Regions from separate parts of the Zea mays genome. Here region 2 is linked to region 1. The links are chromatin contacts, called in public Hi-C maps. All regions are on one chromosome and are shown on one strand. The core of a region is the stretch at or near the end of the contact, and the rest is flanking DNA. Distances in the headings are between cores, read along the strand shown. Region 1 has its middle 6.9 kb from the start of LOC100194121. Region 2 has its middle 51 kb from the start of MIR159a.

Region 1 (3,240 bases), core at 437-2,936:
ACACCTGACAGTCCGGTGAATTATAGCGGAGCGCGGCCTCAGAAACCCTAAGGTGAAGCATTTGGCTTGTACGGACCCTGGGGCACTGGACAGTCCGGTGCGCCAGACCAGAGTTCTCTTCGGTTTCTTTTGCTCCTTTCTTTTGAACCCTAACTTTAATCTTTTTATTCTTTTGAGCTAAACCTTTGGCACCTGTAGAATATATAATCTAGAGCAAACTAATTAGTCCAATTATTTGTGTTGGACAATTCAACCACCACTGACCCTATTTTCCTTTCACCTCACACGTGACCGAGAGTGACATCTGTTCCACCCTAAATCGATTAGAGCGATTCCAACCCAAGCCACTACTTTATATAGCCTCTAGCCCTTTACACCATCAAGAAAATATCAATATTAATTAACTGGATTTAATACCCATACCCATCTTCTCTAATTGTGTCTTGGACATCGTGTTGAAACTCAAGTCTTATGTAATACCTATTTTTTTACTTTTTCTTCGTTTAATTGATTGTCATATCATCTTTTAGTTTATGTAACAATTGAATTAAGGCCATGTTTGGTTTCTTTAGTCTAAGGACTAAAGTTTAGTTAGGGGACTAAAGTTTAGTCCCTAACATGTTTGGTTCTAGAGGCTAAAAATAGTAAGAATATACTAAATGACTCATAAGAAGACTAAAATGATCTTTAACATTCTCCTGCTATTAGTACAATTGAACTAAACGAGGGTAAATGTGAAATTAATATGGTTTAGTCCTTTTTAGCACATATTTGAAGGACTAAAGGCTAAATCATTGTAGTTCATATTTTAGTCCTAGTGTTTGGCAAAAAATAGACTAAATAAGACTAAAAACTAGAGACTAATCTTTAGTCCCTCTAACCAAACACCCCCTAATATTATAAAAACTGTATGACGTGAATAGTTGGGAGTTGGGACTGCTCCTAGGAACCCGATTCGTCGTCGGTTAATTCTTGACCCCGCCCCAGGGTCTAATTTAGAAACGATGATGATGTTTTGTCCGCTGGGCGTACGTGCCGTGCCAGTAATTCATGTCACATGGCTTATCGGCACGTCCCTCTCCGGCGCCCCGCGCCTGCCTAATCTTTATCCGTTCGAATTCTGGCGATCGTGATGCCTAGCCACTAAGGAAAAAAATTTGGTGCAGCACTGCTGCAAACCAGAGTGTTTGCATCCCCTCACAAAAAAGAGGATAGACCCTACTCGCAGCAACAAAAATGTTATCTGGTGGATCTGCAGGTGGGGTCTATCATCCTTTTTGTGAGAGGCTGTAAACCACTCTGGTTTGCAGCAGTGCTGCACCAAATTTTTTTCGGGCACGGAAAAAAATTTGGTGCAGCACTGCTGCAAACCAGAGTGTTTGCAGCCCCTCACAAAAAAGAGGATAGACCCTACTCGCAGCAACAAAAATGTTATCTGGTGGATCTACAGGTGGGGTCTATCATCCTTTTTGTGAGAGGCTGTAAACCACTCTGGTTTGCAGCAGTGCTGCACCAAATTTTTTTCGGGCACTAATGCCACCGGCAGCATTTAACGTCTGTAAAAAAAGAACTAACCATGGAGTAGTACATTTTTTTTAAACCCGGCCACAGGGCCCACCCACAGGGGCACTACGTACCTGGACGTCTGGTTGGTTGTCAGTTGTCACTTCGCAGAGTCTGGCAAATTCAGAAGTCTCGGCGCGCAGCGCACCCGTGCTTTATTAGCGACAATAACAACCAGTCCAGTCTCCTGTGAGAGATAGACTCGTGTTTTTCCTTGGCTGCTTTCAAAAGTTTGACTTGGAGTAGCATGGACAGGCAGTGATGAAAGAAAAAAAGCTCCAGATTTTCTACAGACTACTACAGCAACGTTTCAACAACAACAACAAACAAAAATCTATAGCTGACTCTGGCTTACTACTCTTGTCTGTGGTAAGTGCAAAAAGGATTTGTAGAGGGCCCAAACCCACGTCCTCCTGTAATACGTGGGCCGTGGCCCGACGGAACGACAGGCGGAGCCACAGGCCGGGTTTGTTCACAGGCCGTTCGGTTCTCAGGTGTTGGGCCTGCCACCATCAAACTGGTCCTCCTAGAAGGCCCGTTCATGCATGATGGCCTACGCGTGGCCCGTTGCACCGCATGCGGGGACTCCTGGTTTGCGGCCCGTACAAAATAAGCCTAACACTGCCATCCCAATTCATGTCCCCGTAAAATATTAGGCTAGAGCTAGAAGAAGAAAAAAAAAAGTCTATTTTACCGCCCTTGTGGTTACTAAAATAATCAGTTTTCCCTCTCTATCTCTCGTCTATAAGGGCTAGTTTGGAAGTCTAAATACCGAAGGTGATTGGATCCACTCCAATTTTCTCCGGTTTTGTGGCTCTCAAACTAGCCCTAAAACTAGACACGGCTATTTTCTCATCTATCAAAATTGGACACATGACCTTCTTGACTGTTTCCACCAGAAGTTTTTTTACATATTTGTTTTGGTTGGATCTTTAAAAATCGCAGTAGATAATAAAGTGGGGAAAATTTCTTATTATGTTGAATTCAACAGTAGATTTATACGGTGACCGTATGATATAATATGCTTTATATTGCTGTATAACAAACCAGGATACGCAGTGTACAAAAACAGAGAATTTAATAAGAGAGCGAGGCATAGATTAGCGGTCGCGTTGAACCTGAACACGACCGCCTATGAGACAGCATGGGAGCAGTTAGAGAGATATTTGCAAAGCATGGAAACCATCTTGGCAACATATAAATGTTCATATTAAAAACAGTTGTTCGAACTGCTGTACCATGAACTGCTGTACCATTTGATGATGTGTGCTGAATGTAAATTGGATGGCTATCGCTACTACAGGATGTTTGAGATGGCTCCGGCTCTGGTATGGACCTGTATTTTATAATATCAATTTAAATAGTTTTAAAAATGTTTAATCTAAATAATAAACAAATAACTTATGTCTTCTAAAGGCTAGAGCACCTAATGACCTGCTCCACCAAATTTTATGAAGTTAGAGCTGTCCTAAACGTGGTCTTTATAAAGCACAAGTTTCCACAATTTCACGGTCCCAAACATGGTCTATATAAAATCACCGGTTTCCATTATTTCACGGTTTGCACCGTCGTCATGCCCCTCTCACACGCATTTAAATGTTAAAAAAACTAAAACTATACACAAATGAGAATTTGAACTATGATTGTTGGTTTTAAACCTACATTCATCGCTTGCCC
Region 2 (3,240 bases), core at 383-2,882, 140 kb before region 1:
GCAAACATCACGAACCACAAACTATACACATGAAATACAATTAGCCTAATCACAACTTATCAATTAATTAATTAAGTTCTAAACTTATCCCTTGCTTTATAAATTATACTACATCTTTATAAGTGATCAAAATATTTTATCAACACACATGCCTACTAAAATTCTACTCGGTACACTAGTTCAGCTAATTGACTCGAATAGCGAAATAACTCGCCATACTCAACCTGGCTTGATAATTGCAAAGATCGCGAAGTCACGAGAGTTCCGTGACTCACGCAATTTACCGAGCACCTAATGAGCATCGCACTAGCACATTAATTTATTCAACGATAGAACTATTCTGAATAATTCATCAGCTATTATGCATAAGTCCACTAAATTAAATATTTCATTTATCTTGCATTTTAGATCTAAGGGGTACCATATTACGCGGTTATTTCACACGATTACGTTATCGGAGGTGTTGAGGTACTTTAGCAAACATCTAACACAGACACGACGCGTCTGCTAAACACGAGAATTATTACGACTAATAAATCTAGCTAATCTAATTTGATTAACCGAAATAATAAATTGGCTTACCAATACTGATTTGATTCGATATCCGCGAGGGCGATGACAGTTTTCCAGTTTAGATATTTGGTTGAGTCCCAAGAGAGCGGTTACAGGCCTCGCCTCTCTCGAACATCAGAGACTTATCATCCAAAGTAAGTCCGACTTTAAGCTTGCGAGAACGTCGACAGTCTCCGAATAAAATCTTTGATCGAACCCTTGGCGATCATTAAACTAAGCTTCACTTCGACGACAACCAGATCGATATCGGGACTCGACGACAGCGCAACACCACCACGAGATAGAGGCAAACTGGCTACGACGGCTTAGGACATGTGCGGAGGCTGACAGCAGGGGACTTCGCGATGGGTAGCGAGACTCGACGGCGAACGGCGCGACAACGAACTAAGTCGCGGCGAGGTTAACGATAAGATAGGGATTTTAAAGCCGAGCGAGCCGAGAGGGCGCGCTAACAAGCAGGAAACACGACGCGCGGCGAAGGGAGCAGGCGTGGCTGCCATGGGCGAAGTGGCGCGCGGACGGCGAGCAGCAAGGTGACGACGGGCTGCAGCAGGGCGCAGGGGCCAGGCTCGGCCACCAGGGAGCGGGAGAAACGCCGGCGAGCTCGGCAAGCTGCAGGGAGAAGGGAGGAGCTCGCTGGCGAGCACACGGCGGCTATGGAGGACGACGCGCTGGAGCTGAAACCTGCCAGGGACGTGCACGTCCAGCCCCATGGCGCGCGCCTCCGCACGCCCACGCGTTGGCTGCCGCGGCCGACTGCGCTCGCACGGCCAGAAAGTTGAAGCAAGGAAGTTGAGCGCGTGTGAGATAAATAGGGAGAGAGAGAGAGAGGCGAGCAGGAAACCAAGAGAGAGAGCGCAGCGTCGGGGAAGGAGATGAGGACGACGCCGAGCGGAAAAATATCGCGCTGCTGGAGCTGAAGATCGAGTAGAGCGGTGGCGTACGCAGGATGGGCGGCCAGAGACTTCCACAGCGCGCGGCGGAGGGAAGGATCAAGGAAGAAGTCTCGCGTACTGGAGGGATGAGGACCAGCCGACCAGAGCGCTGCGTAGATAGGAAGCAGGGAGCGGTGGTTGGAAGAAATATCAGAACGGCTGGGTACGAGCACAGCGACGGGATAAGGCCAGGCTGAAGATTTTTTATTTTTTTCTTTTTATAAGGAATCACAGGTATTTTTGAATTGTGATTTTTAGCGACGATTAAAGTGTTGACGCGTAAGACGGCAAACAGCTACACACTCTATTTTTCGAATCACGAAACGGAAATCAAAGGAATAACAGCTTAGACGGTTCTGTCCGAATCTCGTTGTGTAATTTTCGTGACTATTCCGGCCACGATGTAAACGGACCAAATTGCAACGAGTTCGGCTTCGGTATTTTAATCTGCTCGCGTGATTAGCCGAAACCAGAGCCGCTAATGTACACGCGATTTTGTCGTCGAAACCGCGTGCTGAAGAATTAATTGGATTATAACCTCACGCACGATTTTTCTCGGACAACGTGCGATACAAATTATTTTGCCTCGAACATTTTAATCGTCGAGTTCTTTTTCATCTGTTCGGAATAAAATCATCCGAGTGGGTCGAGTTTCCGAATTCGCATTCGCGCGAGCGACGAATTTTAATTAATCATCGGACGCACCGATTTTCGAAACAGCTATGTTCCGAACATCACGAAAATTTCGGAAGAGCTCGGACAGATAGAAATAAAAATGATGTCGCGCTCGCGACAAACGAAACAAATGCGATATTAAAATCGCGATAGGCGAAAATGATTAGAATGTAGCATCCATTTTATCCACTGATATTACGTGCTTAGATCCATACCCGTTGTCGAGCAGAATATAAACACCATAGGTGTTACAGCCCTCCCCCCTTAAAAGAATCTCGTCCCGAGATTCGGAGCGAAAGACTTCTAAGGATAGAGAAGTATGTAACCCATGTTCATATCAGCGATAATCGTGAGGCATTTCCAAATAAAGGCGGGTGTCTCAGGATGTTGTTTCTCTAGTGGACATAACATGTATTGCCATAAGCTAATTTAGAGATGTCCAACAATAGAGACATTGTCTGCCAGAAGAACACATAAGGTTCCATGTGTGCAGTTTGCTTTTTCTGATGACACTGCACTATCTGAGTCTGTTGAGCGAGCGGTAAATACGCGATTTTACCCAAACAGAATCAGATGCACCATCTTGGGTAAAACACACAGAAGGAGGCTTACCAACAAGTGGTCACAGTAAGTTCATAGCACACGAGACGGGTGTGAATGTCGAACAACATCACAGTTAACTCGTGTTAGCCAGAGAATCCAAGTCCATAAAAGATGATAGAGATTCGAGAAAATATCAATGGAGAGATCCATTGATGTTGACTTCGCGACCAACCCATTTCATCAAATACTTAGCATGGCTCGACTTGATCACACATGCTGGAAAAGCACACGTGAGGCGATCGAGGCGTGACTAGAATGATGATTAGGGGTTACTGGCCGACTTACTCTCGATTCTTATACACTCTTCCTTACGAGGGGTTATACAAAAGTGAGTTTAGACAACTCGACAAAACGATCTCTAAACTCAACCTTTGTTTATTGGGCAGTTGTAAGTTAGTAAAACCAATTTGTTGAACTACTTTTAACATTGAGCAAGTTCTCTCAGTACCATCGG

What was found. Hi-C and Micro-C count contacts between places; a contact is called where the count stands out from the background.
Region 2: a Hi-C map of ear shows a contact between it and region 1, with 4 times the contacts expected there. The contact joins two enhancer-like sites. A contact is called at or near these places in 2 of 25 Hi-C or Micro-C datasets (ear and tassel).

The regions. Positions count from the first base shown.
Region 1 is chr8:10,725,272-10,728,511 of Zm-B73-REFERENCE-NAM-5.0, reverse strand. No RefSeq gene overlaps it. Among protein-coding and RNA genes, the nearest start is that of LOC100194121, 6.9 kb to the right of the region's middle. Within about 2 kb of position 1,686, at least 17 of the 20 cell types and tissues checked have an H3K27ac peak or open chromatin away from gene starts, as enhancers often do. A contact at or near this core is called in ear and tassel, where this site is marked.
Region 2 is chr8:10,862,588-10,865,827 of Zm-B73-REFERENCE-NAM-5.0, reverse strand. No RefSeq gene overlaps it. Among protein-coding and RNA genes, the nearest start is that of MIR159a, 51 kb to the right of the region's middle. Within about 2 kb of position 1,632, at least 5 of the 20 cell types and tissues checked have an H3K27ac peak or open chromatin away from gene starts, as enhancers often do. A contact at or near this core is called in ear and tassel, where this site is marked.